Linked DNA regions of Capra hircus: region 1 is linked to region 2. Evidence: chromatin contacts called from public Hi-C data. All regions are on one chromosome and are shown on one strand. The core of a region is the stretch at or near the end of the contact, and the rest is flanking DNA. Distances in the headings are between cores, read along the strand shown. Region 1 holds the start of ARSG (arylsulfatase G). Region 2 overlaps WIPI1 (WD repeat domain phosphoinositide-interacting protein 1).

Region 1 (6,560 bases), core at 3,199-5,698, 110 kb before region 2:
AAGCTGGAGCAGAGTCTTGACCTTGCGGGTGTCGGGTGGGGCTCAGCTGAGCCTTCCCTGCCTTGACCACTTGTCATCATGCAGATCGAGCCCCTCCCCTCCCCGGCTGCCCTGGCATCTGGGGGAAGGGCTGCAGAACTGAGTTTCAGCGGGTCTCCCCTCCCCACGGTCTAGAACAGCGGTCTCCACCAGGGCGAGTTTGCCACCCAGAGCATATTGGGCAAGTCTGTAGACTTCTGGTTGTCCCAGCTGGGGAGGGGTGCTGCCAGCATCCAGGGGGTAGCGGCAGGGAGGCTGGTGCATAGGAACACCCCCTGACCCCTGGATGTCCCCGGAGGGAGGTGGAGCACCTGCCCGGGAAGCAGTGGTGCAGAGAGGAGGGCGGCAGACACGGGCAGGGGAGGGGCCAGCTGGCAGGCCCTGCAGCGAGCGGGCGGAGCGGGCTCCCCTAGACCCGCGTCTGGGTGAGCTCGCCTCGCTGCTGCTGACGCGGGCGCCTCCGTGTGGCCGTCTTGCAGACTCTGACCCACGAGATCGGACACATCTTTGGCCTCCGGCACTGCCAGTGGCTCGCCTGCCTGATGCAAGGCTCCAACCACCTGGAGGAAGCCGACCGGCGCCCACTGGACCTCTGCCCCATCTGCTTACGCAAGCTGCAGAGTGCTGTCGGCTTCCGGCTCAGAGACCGGTGCAAAGTAAGCAGGGAAGTGGTTACGTAAGGAGCATAAGCGGGGAAGTGGCTGCCTAAGGAGCAAGCGACCAGTTGCTATTAGGCCCTTCTCTAGAGGTGATTTATCAGAGGAAGTTAGTGCAGAGGTAAGCAGGATGCTGTGGTTTAAAAAAATGCAAAGAGATATCTTAACAGCTTTGACTTGCCTTATGCTTGGACCGCAGTGAGACCTGGTGAAGAGGTTTCTGCATTTGCTGTTTGGGTAGGGCCAGAGAGCTTGCCTTTGCAGAACACAGTGAAATACTGAAGAGCAAAGTTCATGTTTAAACACTAGAACTATGTGGAGGTGGTTTATCTTTCCAGATGTGGGGCAGCAGTGTGATACTCCTTAGGAGGAAGGGAGGGTGTTGAGGAGGCAAGAATGTCCCTATGCCCACAGGTGCCCAGTATGCTGCGTACTGCATGGGTGTGGCCCCCCACACGGGGGGCTGCAGTCCCTGTCTGCACGTGTGCGTGCCTGCCAGCCCAGCGTGCACACTTAACTTCAGGCGTGGACACGTCCCCATGCACACTGCAGTGCCTCCTGCAACCCTTGGCAAGTCGAGAAGAGAAAACACCTTCAAACACGCGTGTCGTTCCTTCTCATCTCCTGCCCCGTGCGTCCTGTGACTGTCCCGGGTGTGCACCGCAGGCGTGGTTCTGGTGCACACTCTTTGATGAGCGTGGTCTCTCCTTCACAACCAACTCTATCAGGTGGAACATCTTCGTGGGTGGCATCCGTCACCCATGCAGATCACATGATTTGGGAGATCCGGTTTTTCTCGTGCCTGAGTCTGTTCTGCTGTGATTTGTTCAAAGATGCATCTCTTCTCTGATTTTCCAGGCGCTGGTCAAGTGGATTGATGCCGAGTCCACCGACACTCCTAGAGTTACTCCAAAACACAGTCGTGAGGAGCTGGTAACTTTGCCAAAACCTGTGGAAGCCTTTAAAGAGTGGAAGGAGTGGATCACAAGATGCCTGGCTGTTCTCCAGAAATAAGGACCTTCAGTAGGAGTAATTCAAATAAACACGTGCACATCATGCTTCCGTTTGGCTGGAGTACTTCATTGGAATAAACTGATTCTGCCTTGGGTCTGGGCAGTGGAGTGGAGGTTTTTTTTGTTTTTGTTTTTAACAGCAACTGAACTTTGAACTGTGGCTCATTTAGAATAAAAACTCAGAATTCTCCTCTCTTAGTCTGGTCTGAGGGAGCAAGCGTGTCATTTCCATTCTTCAAATATGTTTATGTCTCATGAGAGGCGAGGACCAGCAGAAGTTAGTGAGTACACAGATCCTGTGAAAAGAGCCATCTCTGACCTAAGAAAGGGTTTCTGAGGAACGCCATTTCTGGGGGGTGATTGCTGGCTCAGTTTTTGGAAAGAGGCTGCCCCCGTGGCCGGCCCGGCCTCATCACCCTCCATTCACATTCCTTCTGCTCACCTGCAGTCTCTTCTAGCCTCGGGCCCGCTGGGCCTCTTTTTTTCCTCTGCTGATGGTTAGCTGATCCCCGAAGGAAGCAACAGCTCACTTCAGTTTTTAGCAGCTCAACATGGAAGCTCCTCCCAGGAGTATTTCCAGGCGGCATTGACGGTGCCCGTCCTGCCCCGCTGTCGGTGCTTGTGGGGACGCCGCTGTTCTCAGCTTTCATAGACGGAGTCCTTTGCCAGGGGCCTTGCAGATAACGTGTCATGACTGTTAGCCAGTGCGAGCTCATATTGCTTGCTGGCGCGACAGGCTAGCAAATCGAGAGATGAGTTTTGGGGGCAAGGAATAGTGACTTTTCAGAAAGCCAGCCAGACCAAGAAGATGGTGGACTCGTGCCCAACAGAGTTAGAAATCAGGCCGCGTTTGTACTAACAGGGAAGGGGGTGTGGGTGGTGGTTGCAACTTCTTGGTGTCCAAATGCTTTGCTCTGGTAGCTGTCCACTTAAGTCACATCACCACCTTCTTACAAGCCTCCAACAGAACAGATGGTGCTTTCTGTCCTGCAGCTTTTCCTCTGTATATGGATAGAAAAAGTACACCTTTAAAGGTCAGAGCCTTGAAAATGGGCTCTGCTGTGTACTTCTGGCCACAGGTCCGCACCTGGGGGCTCGTGGGATCTGAGCTCCCTCACCAGGGCTGGAGCCTGCGCCCCCTGCAGGGGAAGTGTGGTCTCAGCCACCGGACTGCTGAGAGGGCCGCAGCACTCTTGGTAGCCACAGAGCACAGAGGTTAAAGGAAAGGAGACCGTTCCAGCAGGGACTCAGATTTGCTCTTCCCTTTTAATCAATGGTGCTTGCAGCTGTGTGTGGTGCACTCCTCCTCACAGCCTGGAGCAGGGGTCGGGTTTGTTCCTGCAGTAATCTCCCGCTCCTCGGTGCTAATGTTTGCACGAGTGAGGGGCAGCGTGGGGCCGCTACCTGTGCGTCTGCCAGAAATGCTCACATCAGGCTGGGAACATGGGCTGGATGTCCAGAAGGGGAGCAGATCAAAGACCTGAGACCAGCAGACTGCTGGGTGCAGGACATCTAGAAGCTAGAGCAAATCACGTGACCTGCATGCTGGCGGATGGACTTCCACTTCTCATTTAACCTGGAAGGGGAAGCTAAAGGCAATTTTTATTTTCTCCCTTTTACGCCTGAATCCTAGCACTGTTGTTATTTACGCAGCTCGATTTAAAGCACATTTTAGAACGAAATCAATGGCTTCACCTCCAGACTCCTGTTCGGTGAACCTCTAGTCATTTAGAAAACGGTGGCTTGTCATTAAAACTAAGCGGAGGGCAGAGACCAGGTCTTCTAAGAAACACTGCAAAGGGGACCGAGCAGCATGGACTCTGATGGATCTGCTGCGGGTTTTATTTCCTCCCGGAGTTACGCTTTAGGTCTCCTCCATTCCCCCCAGTTTCCTTTCACTGCCCTGCAGGGTGGGCACAGTGTTAGTCCAGTAGGTCGGCTTTAGTTGCAGACCTACAAGAACTCAGATTCGATTAAATGTGTAAGGGGGCGGGGTTTCAGTCGTTTGGTGAAGACGTAAGTCTGCGCTGACTGCACCGTGGGACCAGCAACAAGGTCTGTTAAGAGGTCTGCTCCCTCCCGGCGCAGGCTGCAGTTCTGGCGTCTACTCTGCGATTGCCACTTGGGAGTCGTGTGTAAATGCATTGCATTACTTTTGGAACACTTCTTAGGGTTAAGTTAAACAATATAATTTGTTTCTTGCAATTAAAGTTAAAACACTATGGATAAATGTAGTTTTTAAAAATGATTCTCACTTAATGACAAAACCTAGGCAGTTTTTCCTCTGCAAACGCTGAGCCAAAAAGGTATTTGAGAGGAAAACATGAGTAACTTTCCACCTTGTGAACACCATTCTAGAAAACAGTCCGAAGCGTTCCCGGCGGCGCCCAGGGACTTAGCAGGGTCGCTCGGGTCACGGGAACGGTCGGGGTTCAAGTTCAGGCCGCGGGGACTCTACGCGGAGGCCGAGCGCCGTCCCGACCCCGGCTGCGCCCCCGAGACGCCCGCGCCGCGAGCGCGCGCTCCCGCACCCCGGTCCCGCGCCGCCCCGCGGCCCTCGCCGCCCCCGCCCCCCGCAGGAAGCGCCCGGCAGCTTCCGCCCAGGGCGCCCGGCCCGGCCCGTAAGCGCGGCGGGACCGGACCGACCCGACCGGCGGCCCCGGCCCCGACCCGACCGGCGGCAGCCGCGCGGGGCCGCGGGGCGCGCGCAGGGCCGTGAGGGCGTCCGTGCGGGCCCGGCCGGCCGAGGCCAGGCCCCCGGCGGCAGCCCTGCCCGCTCCTCGGGGCCCGCGGGTGCTCGGAGCGGCCCCGGCCGCGGCGCCGGCCCTGGAGCCCGTGAGCGCGTGCGGACAGAGGCGGGGGCCACTGGCGTGACGGCGCGGCTCCGGTCCTCAGGGCGTCCCGGCATCAACAGGTGACCGCGCGAGCTCCCCGAGGCGTGGACATTCCGTGGGCCGGGGGTGGGGGCACTGAGGCGGGTCTCCTGGCAGGGCCGGTGTCCTACGACAGTGTCGTCTGTGCTCGCGGCGCCGGGCGCTGCTCTTCGGGACAGGCCCCCTACTCCCTGCGACTTCGGACCTTGAACCGCGTGGCTCCCGCTCCCCGCCCCCAGCCCTGACGACCACCGTCTATTCCCTGCGTTTAGCAGCTCTGCTCTTTTCGGCCCCAGACGTGTGAGAGGTCCCACGGCGTTTGTCCTTCTCCGTCTGACTTGTGTCACTGTCCATTATATTCTGGACTAAGCCTGCACATTCCGTGGGTATCTTGCTGGGACGGCGCGCCTGGGTTCCCAGTGGCCGCGTGCCCAGCGCTCGGCAGCCGGATGGCTCCTGGCTGCTGTGTTGGACAGTGCGGTCGGTGCTCAGTTGTGGCCGGTTTCCAGTCTGCGTGGGAGGGTGTCCCTTTGAAGTTGAGTTAACAGGAGAGAGAAGCTTCTGGAAGGAAAAGGTTGTGGGGTCTTCAGTGTGTGCAGACCGTGTTCATATAGGCTGAAAGCTGGGGGTCCCTGTGAAGGCTTCTGGATTCCCCGTGAATGTGCTTTGGGGACCTGCTGTGATTCCCTGGAACAGATGGGTTTTTTTTTAGCTCTCTCTTTCCATTGCCAAGGGCCTCCTGCGTCGTTTTCGCTTTTGGAAAGCGAAGTTGCGAAGTGTTAACAGTGTGGAAACAAGCGCAGGCTGGTGTGAACTCGTGTGTAGTTAAACCAGCAGCCGAGATGACCCCAGGGCTCCCTCATGTCCAGGTTCTGCTCTGTCTTCACTATGCTGCATGACCTCATAAGAAGGACAGCGCCACAAGCAGGAGATTCAACTGGTTGTTTTCAGATTGTTTATAGAAGAGGTTGTGAGATTAAACTTTCTTTCAACCTCTTTTCAAGTGGGACCATCTGGGGCTGCTCAAAGTCAGAGAAATCCCAGTGCTTTGCTTTAACACCAAAAAGAGAGAGACTCAGTACATAGAAAATTACTTGCTCCCAGTTGAACCACAGGGGAAAGGAAGCATCCTTGAGGGAATTCCCTGGTGGTCCAGTGGTTAGGACCCCAGCCTTTCACTGTGGAGGGCCCGGGTTCAGTCCCTGGTCTGGAAACTAGGATCCTGCCTGGTGCGGCAAAAAAAAAAAAAAAAGGCGATAGAGACAGACATCATGGAAGAAAAAAGTCTGCTGGAAAATAGCTTGTACCGTGTTAAGTCATTTCCGTTGTGTCTGATGCTTTTCGACTCCATGGATGGTAGCCCCCCAGGCTCCTTAGTCCACGGGATTGATTCTCCAGGCGAGAATACTACAGTGGGTTGCCATGCCCTCTTTCAGGGGATCTTCTTGACCCAGGGATGGAACCCATGTCTCCTAATGTCTTCTGCGTTGGCAGGTGGGTTCTTTACCACGAGCGCCACCTGGGAAGCCCCAGGAAAATGGCTTAAGTCCAGCAGGCTACAGTCCATAGGACTGCAGAGTCAGACACAGCTGCAGTGACTTAGCATATGTGTGTGCATGAATATAGAGTAAATTCTGCACCAGCAATATGTTCACATTCACAGCCCTCCAAGCATCAGTCTTTCTATCTGCAGGATGGTTGGTTCCAGAACCAAACCCCTTCCCCGCCCCACAATACCAAAATCCAGGGGTGCTCACGTCCCTTCTGTGAAACGGTGTGGTATTTGTGTATTTCCTATGCGCATGCTCCCGGACACCTTAATCACCCTTAGATTACTTACAATACCTAATACAATATAAATAGTTGTAAATACAGTGTAAATGCTATTTAAGTAGTGGCCAGGTGTGCAGGAAATTCAAGTTTTGCTTTTTGGAACTTTCTGGAGTGCTTTCTCTTTCTTTTCCCAAATGTTTCTCCTG
Region 2 (6,827 bases), core at 2,901-5,400:
CCGCAGCACAGACTTGCGGAGAGAAGACGTGAGCGCGTCCGCGGGGACGCCCAGCCGGGGGCCACTGGGAGCACGGCCGGGGTGCTCCTCCCCGGGAGGCGGGGCCTTCGGGTCGCCTGCTCGGAGGACTGAAGCAGCCACACCGCGGGGCGGGCGCAGGGTAGGTGCTCTCTCGTAATGGGGTCTCTGGGGCTGCAGTGAGCAGGAGGCTTTAGGGGGAGTCCCAGGCTCGGCCCTGAGGCAGGTCTGACTCAGAATCCGGGTGGGGGGCTGGTGGGAAGAGGCGTTGGATGCAGAGACACGCACCGGGAGTCAGCGCCCCGGTGGACGAGGCAGGGAGGCCTGACGCAGCTAGAGAGGAGTCCCTGGGCCGCCACTGAGCCCAGCGCGGCCCGAGAAACACAGACACTGTTTCAGACGCCCTGACCGCTGCACGGTGGGCCGCGAGCGTGAGCTGCTCCGCGCCGTGAAGTCTTTGACATCGACACGCGTGCCCGGGCTGCAGCCCAGCACAGGCTCTCCCTGCCCAGGGTCAGCCTCGGGCCCTGGAGGCCCAGGCAGGCGCGAGGTGCTGGAGAGGAAGCGCTCAGGCAGACCATGGGGATGCTGCCAACTCAGATCCAGTCCCCACAACACAGCGTGTCGCACACCTGGTTTGTTTTTCCCTTGTGTGATGGTGACGCTCACGAGCTCTTGCAGCCTGGTAAGAGTGCACTGGCGTGATATCTAAAAACAGCGTCCGTGCCTTTATTGAAAGCATGCCTTATCTCTAAAAGCTGCCGACCATCACCTGGGCCCTCTGCTGCTGCTGCTGCTAAGTCACTTCAGTCGTGTCCGACTCTGTGCAACCCCACAGACGGCAGCCCACCAGGCTCCCCCGTCCCTGGGATTCCCCAGGCAAGAACACTGGAGTGGGTTGCCATTTCCTTCTCCAGTGCATGAAAGTGAAAAGTGAAAGTTAAGTTGCTCAGTCGTGTCTGACTCCTAGCGACCCCATGGACTGCAGCCCACCAGGCTCCCCCGTCCCTGGGATTCTCCAGGCAGCAGTACCAGAGTGGGTGCCGTCGCTCGCTCTGCACCTGAGCCCTCAGCGGGTCGTGAATCCTCTTGCAATCCTCACACCAAAGGTCACTGAAGACAGACCACCGTGACAAACGGAACAATCACGCCAAAGTGTGAAATACGCTCAGGACGACCGAAAGGCGACCGAGAGACAGAAAGCAGCAGACGCCGGGGGGGAGGCGGCCCAGGCGGCAGAGCGGCCACAGAGCTTCAGTTTTAAAAGTGCAGCAGGGGCGAAGCAGGTCCACACTCAAGGCTCCAGCACAAGGCTGGCCTGAGCATCGCGGTACTGACAACGAGACTGGCAAACGCTTAGTTGGTTTCCCTCTGAGCCCAGCGCTACACTACAGGGAACCTGCTAGAGACTTCACACGCACACACGACTGTTGTTACGTCAGGCTCTGCAGACGAGGACACGGGCGTCCAGTCACAGCAGCTCGCCTGCCTGTGGTTTCCTGCCCAGGGGAGCGCGGCTGCGGCTCAGGAGGCAGCCCCCGAGCCCCGGGGATCACCCTGAGTCTGCCGCTGACACACTCACCACGTTGGTGGAGACAGCAAGTAACACGGGCTAGTGGCCTTAGCAGAGAAGTCAGGGGGCGCTGGTCAGACCAGGACCCTGCTCCTCTCGTCCAGCAGTCCCCAGCCTTTTGGGCACCAGGGCCTGCATATATGGAAGACAGTTCTTCCATGGACTAAGGGTGAGGGGGTGGTTTGGGGATAATTCAAGCCCAGGTAGCACTAATGTGGGTTCGATCCCTGGGTCGGGAAGATGCCCTGGAGGAGGGCATGGCAACCCACTCCAGTATTCTGGCCTGGAGAGTCCCATGGACAGAGGAGCCTGGCGGGCTGCAGCCCATGGGGTCACACACAGTTGGACACAACGGAAGCGGCTTAGCCTGCATGTACACAAGCACATCCCGTTGACTGTGCACTTTATCCTGGTTTAACACCGCCGCTGGCCTGACGGGAGGAGCCCGATCCTCGGCCTGCAGGTAGGCCCCGCTCTGGTCTCCCGGGTGTTTCCGGTCCTACCTGTTGGAGAGATGCTCCAGCTTGAAGATATGCACGGTCTCCGTGTTGCTGGAGGCGCAGAGGAACTGCGAGTCCATGCTGAAAGCCAGGGAGCTGATGGTCACGTACCTGCAGACACAGCCACGGGGGAGGGTGAGCCCGGGAACGAGCGAGGCAAGCGGCCTCCTGCTTGGAAGTCAGCTTCAGAGAAAAACAGACACCTAAACATATCCCGGAGAGTCTGGGCGCAGGTGGACCTGGTTGCATTGGGCTTCACTTCGTGATGGCTGCAGACTGCGATTTTTATGCACTGGGGGCTCGTGGGGCCCTGCGTGGGGCTTGTCCTCTGGGGCGGTCTTCCCCACAGCATGTGCTGTGTCTCTGGGTCACGTTTCGGTCACGCTTAACGTATCTTAAGCTTTTCCATGATTATTCTATTTGTCATGGTGATCCGTCACCAGTGATCCTTGGTGTGACAATTATGAAAGGACTGACTCGCTGAAGGCTCACGTGATGGTCAGCATTGTTTAGCAATGAGACATACTTTAAAATCCAGGCCTGGACCCTGGTTTTTAGGGCTTCCCAGGTGGCCCCAGCAGTAAAGAACCCCCCTGCCAGTGCAGGAGACACAAGAGACTCGGGTTCAAGCCCCGGGTCGGGAAGATCCCCTGGAGGAGGGCGTGGCAGCCCACTCCAGTATTGCTGCCTGGAGAGTCCCGTGGACAGGGGAGCCTGGTGGCCTACAGTCCCTGGCGTCGTCGAGTCGGACACTTCTGAAGCGACTAAGCACACGCCAACACACACAGGGAGCACAGACCTTTTCATCCCTCTCCGGAACTCATAGAGCTTCTGCCCGTCGGGAACAGAAAACACCCGGATGACGGTGCCCTGCAAGAGAGAGCAGGTGGGCGTTTCTTCCTGCAGACCTGCCCCTTTGGAGGGGAGCTTGCTGGGCTGGTCTGGAGCATCTGACCCCGGAGAGAAAACACGGAGGGCTGTCCACGTGCCGTGTAAGCTGCTCTTGGAGGGTGACTTGAACACCCTCCGTCTCCCTGTCCTCCCCACCTAAGCCCAAGGCGCTGGCTGCTCTATCCGTCTGCTGTGGCTTCCCAGAACCCGGATCTGCCTGTGAGGACGGGCACGCTGGTTCTTGGTCAGACCGCGAGGCTCTGGGCAGAGCTGCTCACGTCCTACACGCAGAGGCCCTGGGTCTGCGGAGACGATAGATGAGGCGGCACTCGCAGGGGCCGAGGGCCTCCCTCTGAAGTGAGTTGCGAGCGCTGGCGCCACGGTCCCCCCCAGCAGCTCCTTGGCGCCTGGGGCCCTCCGCACCCCTGGCAGAGGGGGGCTCCCAAGGACACGGCTGTGAGCAGCACTTACCTTCTCGGAGGCGCTGGCCAGCCTGGAGCCCGAGGAGTTGAAGGCGATGGCGGCCAGCGTGCCCTCGTGGGCGGCAATGGTGCAGACGGCCTTCTGTTGGCGACAGGGACGGCGGGTCGATGGCGGGCGCGGGGGTGCCGTCCACCTCCCGCCCCTCCCCCTTCCTTCCGAGACGCCCGCCCCCCTTTGCTGGGCTCTCCGGGCTCCGCCGGGCTGTCTGGGTCTAGGTTCTACTTCGAGGCGGCTGCGTTTCTGTCCCTTCTCCTGCCCTCGGGGAGACGGTGACCAGCCGTGGGGCTGATGCACCTCTGGGGCCCGGCTCCGGGGAGCTCGGCGGGCAGGGGCAGCACAGGCGCAGGCGGCGCAGGCCGCACCGCGGCCCGCAGGACACGCGTCACCCGCGTCTGCCTGCCTCGTGGCGACGTGGACGCGTGGCGACGGGCGCAGAGCGCGTGACCGCCCCGTGCACGCCCGGGGCTGCGGCCGGGGCCGCGCGCGCGCCGCTCAGCCGGAGCTGACCACGCGGCCGCGCGGACTTACCAGGGAGTGTCCGTCGTAGAGCACAATCTCGCCCGTGGTCGGGCTCCCGGGGTAGGCCACGTAGGAATTGGAATGGTTGATGGAGAGCGCGCACAGACCTGGCGGAGGAAGCCCAGTGAGCGGCCGGGTGCGCGGGGCCGCGCGGGGGAGCAGCCCCGGAGCGGCTGGGTCCGCGGGGGCCGGGCGGAGGGCCGGGCGGGGAGAGCGGCCCCCAGTCGGCTGGCTCCCCGGGGCCCGGCGGGGGCCGGGCGGAGGGCAGGGACCGCGGGCCGCCGTCCGCACGCGGCAGGGCCGCAGCGCCACCTGCTGGCGAGGGAGCCGCCCCGCGCCCCCGGACGCGCAGTGACTCTTCTCCAAGGGCCGCGCGCACTGAGCTCCCACGGGAGACCGCGTCCACGCGCAGCTGAGGGGTCGGAAGGCAGAGCGCCCTCCCTGCTCCCCTCTGAACTGTGCCCCAGGGCCCTGACATGACGTCTGCCTCGCTTCCAACTCGGCCTCCGGGCGTAAGCCCCCGACTGAAATAAAGGTTCCTACTGGGAAGGGATTTCCCACACGGCTCAGCCTGCAGAGCAGGAGGCCCGGGTCCAGTCCCCGGGCGGGGAAGAGCCCCTGGAGGAGGGGATGGCAACCGCTCCAGTGTTCTTCCCTGGAGGATCCCGTGGACAGAGGAGCCTGGTGGGCGGTGGGCTTGGGGTCACAAAGAGCGGGACTTGACTCGGTGACTAACCGGCAACAATAACCGCAAAGGGGCAGGCTGCGGGGAAAGGGGGAGCCCGGGTGGTGGTGGCGGGGTAGGCCTGTTTAGAGATTATTTCTGCGCAAAGGTCCTGCCTTGCTGAGGGGAGTGCCCCCCAGCAGGGGAAATTCCCTAGAGGGCAGTGAACACGGTGTGTCAGCCATCCGACAAAGTGAAGAAAGGGGACCTTTTGGATTTAAGACGCTTCAACGATATTTGGAAGCGTGAACACACAATCGAACCACTGAATCAAACCTAAGCCATTTTTGTTTACAAGGGGATTGGAGCAGGGCAAGTGGGGGAGGATCCCAAGAGCATTTAAGTAGAGGATTTTCACAACATTAGTTTTGATGAACACAGGTGTTTGTGACAGAAGTGAATTCAGAGAATCCCCAGAGCCAAAAGCGTCACCAGAACAGGAACCTGGAGATCAGACAAGAGAGACATCTTTTTAAAGAAAAAAGCTGGCTGATTCTTTGTTACAAGTGAGCCTGTTAAGTGGGTTTCTTATAAAAGCATAAGAGAAACTTTAGATTAGGCTAAAATGGACCTGACCCTAATCTGAGCAGAAGAGCAGAGGTTTTTTAAAAAAAGAAACAAGCAAACATCGAGAGCGGGAACCAAGGTCCTGCCGGGCTTGGGCTTTGCCGGGGACTCGACCAGCGCTGGTCCTCGTCACCTGCCCCACGACCGTGGAAGGGACAGACTGAGGCCTGCGCCCTCTCCCTAGGCCCCCTGCAGCCTGCCTGCCTGGACAGGGCCCCCCAGCCTTAGAAGAGACTACCCACACCTTCCCAGTTTTGCTCTGAGAACTCCAGTGCTCCATGTTATGTGGGGAATTTGCAATCAAAATGCAATTTCCATAACAGCTAGCCTAAGCAGGCAGAAGGTGTTCTGGCCTCAAGGAAATGGGGAGGGCAGACAGTGAGATTGGTGGCCTGTCTGGTGGATGCCCTCCCAGAGGGGCCCTTAGCAGGGAAGACGCTAAGTCTGAACGGGGGCCTGAGCAATGAACCAGAGCAAAGAGTTACGATCTTACAAATGCAGCCGGTAACTGCTGAAGGGCTCTGAGCACATGGGTTAAAAAAGAAAAAAAAAAAGCAGTGTTAATCAACACCACGACGAGACGCCACTTCACACCCACTAGGACGCCTCTAATCAGAAAGACAGGCAATTGGAGCCCTTGGGAACGTAACGCTGCTGGGAACGTAGCGTCGCACAGAGTGGGGCTTTGGGAAACAGCTTGGCGGTTCCTCAAGAGGTTAACATAGAATGATTATATAACCCCCAGCTTCCACTCAAGAGAAATGAAGATGTACAGCCTCATAGAAACTTACACACGGATGTTCGCAGCAACGTGATTCGTCATAGTCAAAGTGGGGAAGCAGTCCCAGTGTCTATCAACGCATGAACAGACAGACAGAACCTGGTATCTTCTTCCAATAAAATAGTGTCAGACAGCGGCAAGAAATGGGGCCCTGATTACACACAGCGTGGGTGAGCCCTGAAGATGCTGTGCTGAGTGCAGGAAGCCCGTTCGCAAAGACCAGATGCTGAACGGTTGCACTGAATTCCACTTACATGGAGTGTCCAGAAATAGATCAGTCTATGGAGACAGAAAGATGGTCAGGGGAGCCTAGGACAGGCCTCAGGGGGTGACGGCCGTACAGGTTCTGGAGGGGACTGATGAAAACGCTCCAAAGCTGACTGCAGCGATGGTTACAACTCTCGGCATGTGAAAGCTACTGAACTGCATGCTTTAAATGGGTGACTGATGTGGCATGTGAATGAGACCTCAGTGAAGCTGTTGGGAAGCTGTTCTCGGAGCGTCTGGCTGAGAGAGGCGGCAGCTGCGGGTCCAAGCCCTGGTCTGCTCCCCACCTTGTGACTCGGGCTATCTGTGCCCTTTCCAGGCTTGATTCCGACCCCTGAGATGAGTGAGTCAGGGGGTTGTGGGGATCCAGCCTTTTTTCTAGCTTTACTGTTTCAAGAACCCCAGTTCTCATTAACCTACTTCCTCCACTAAAAATATTCGAGGCCCATCTCCAGCAGGCATGGCTGGGAGGCCTCTGAGCAGAAAGACTTGGACAGACCCTTC

Evidence for each region. A called contact is a pair of places that touch in the nucleus more often than the background predicts.
Region 1: a Hi-C map of blood shows a contact between it and region 2, with 5 times the contacts expected there. The contact joins the promoter of ARSG here to the enhancer-like site in region 2. A contact is called at or near these places in 3 of 5 Hi-C or Micro-C datasets (all in blood).

Annotation. Positions count from the first base shown.
Region 1 is chr19:61,098,105-61,104,664 of ARS1.2, reverse strand. ARSG (arylsulfatase G) reads left to right here and starts at 4,448. Exons shown (of 13, transcript XM_018063936.1): 1 at 4,448-4,622. AMZ2 (archaemetzincin-2) reads left to right here. Exons shown (of 9, transcript XM_018063944.1): 8 at 519-695; 9 at 1,554-1,801. The coding sequence ends at 1,709.
Region 2 is chr19:60,982,809-60,989,635 of ARS1.2, reverse strand. It overlaps WIPI1 (WD repeat domain phosphoinositide-interacting protein 1), which reads right to left. Exons shown (of 13, transcript XM_018063942.1): 5 at 3,994-4,091; 6 at 3,454-3,546; 7 at 2,891-2,961; 8 at 2,095-2,202. Among named protein-coding and RNA genes, the nearest start is that of WIPI1, 17 kb to the right of the region's middle. Within about 2 kb of position 4,150, at least 1 of the 5 cell types and tissues checked has an H3K27ac peak or open chromatin away from gene starts, as enhancers often do.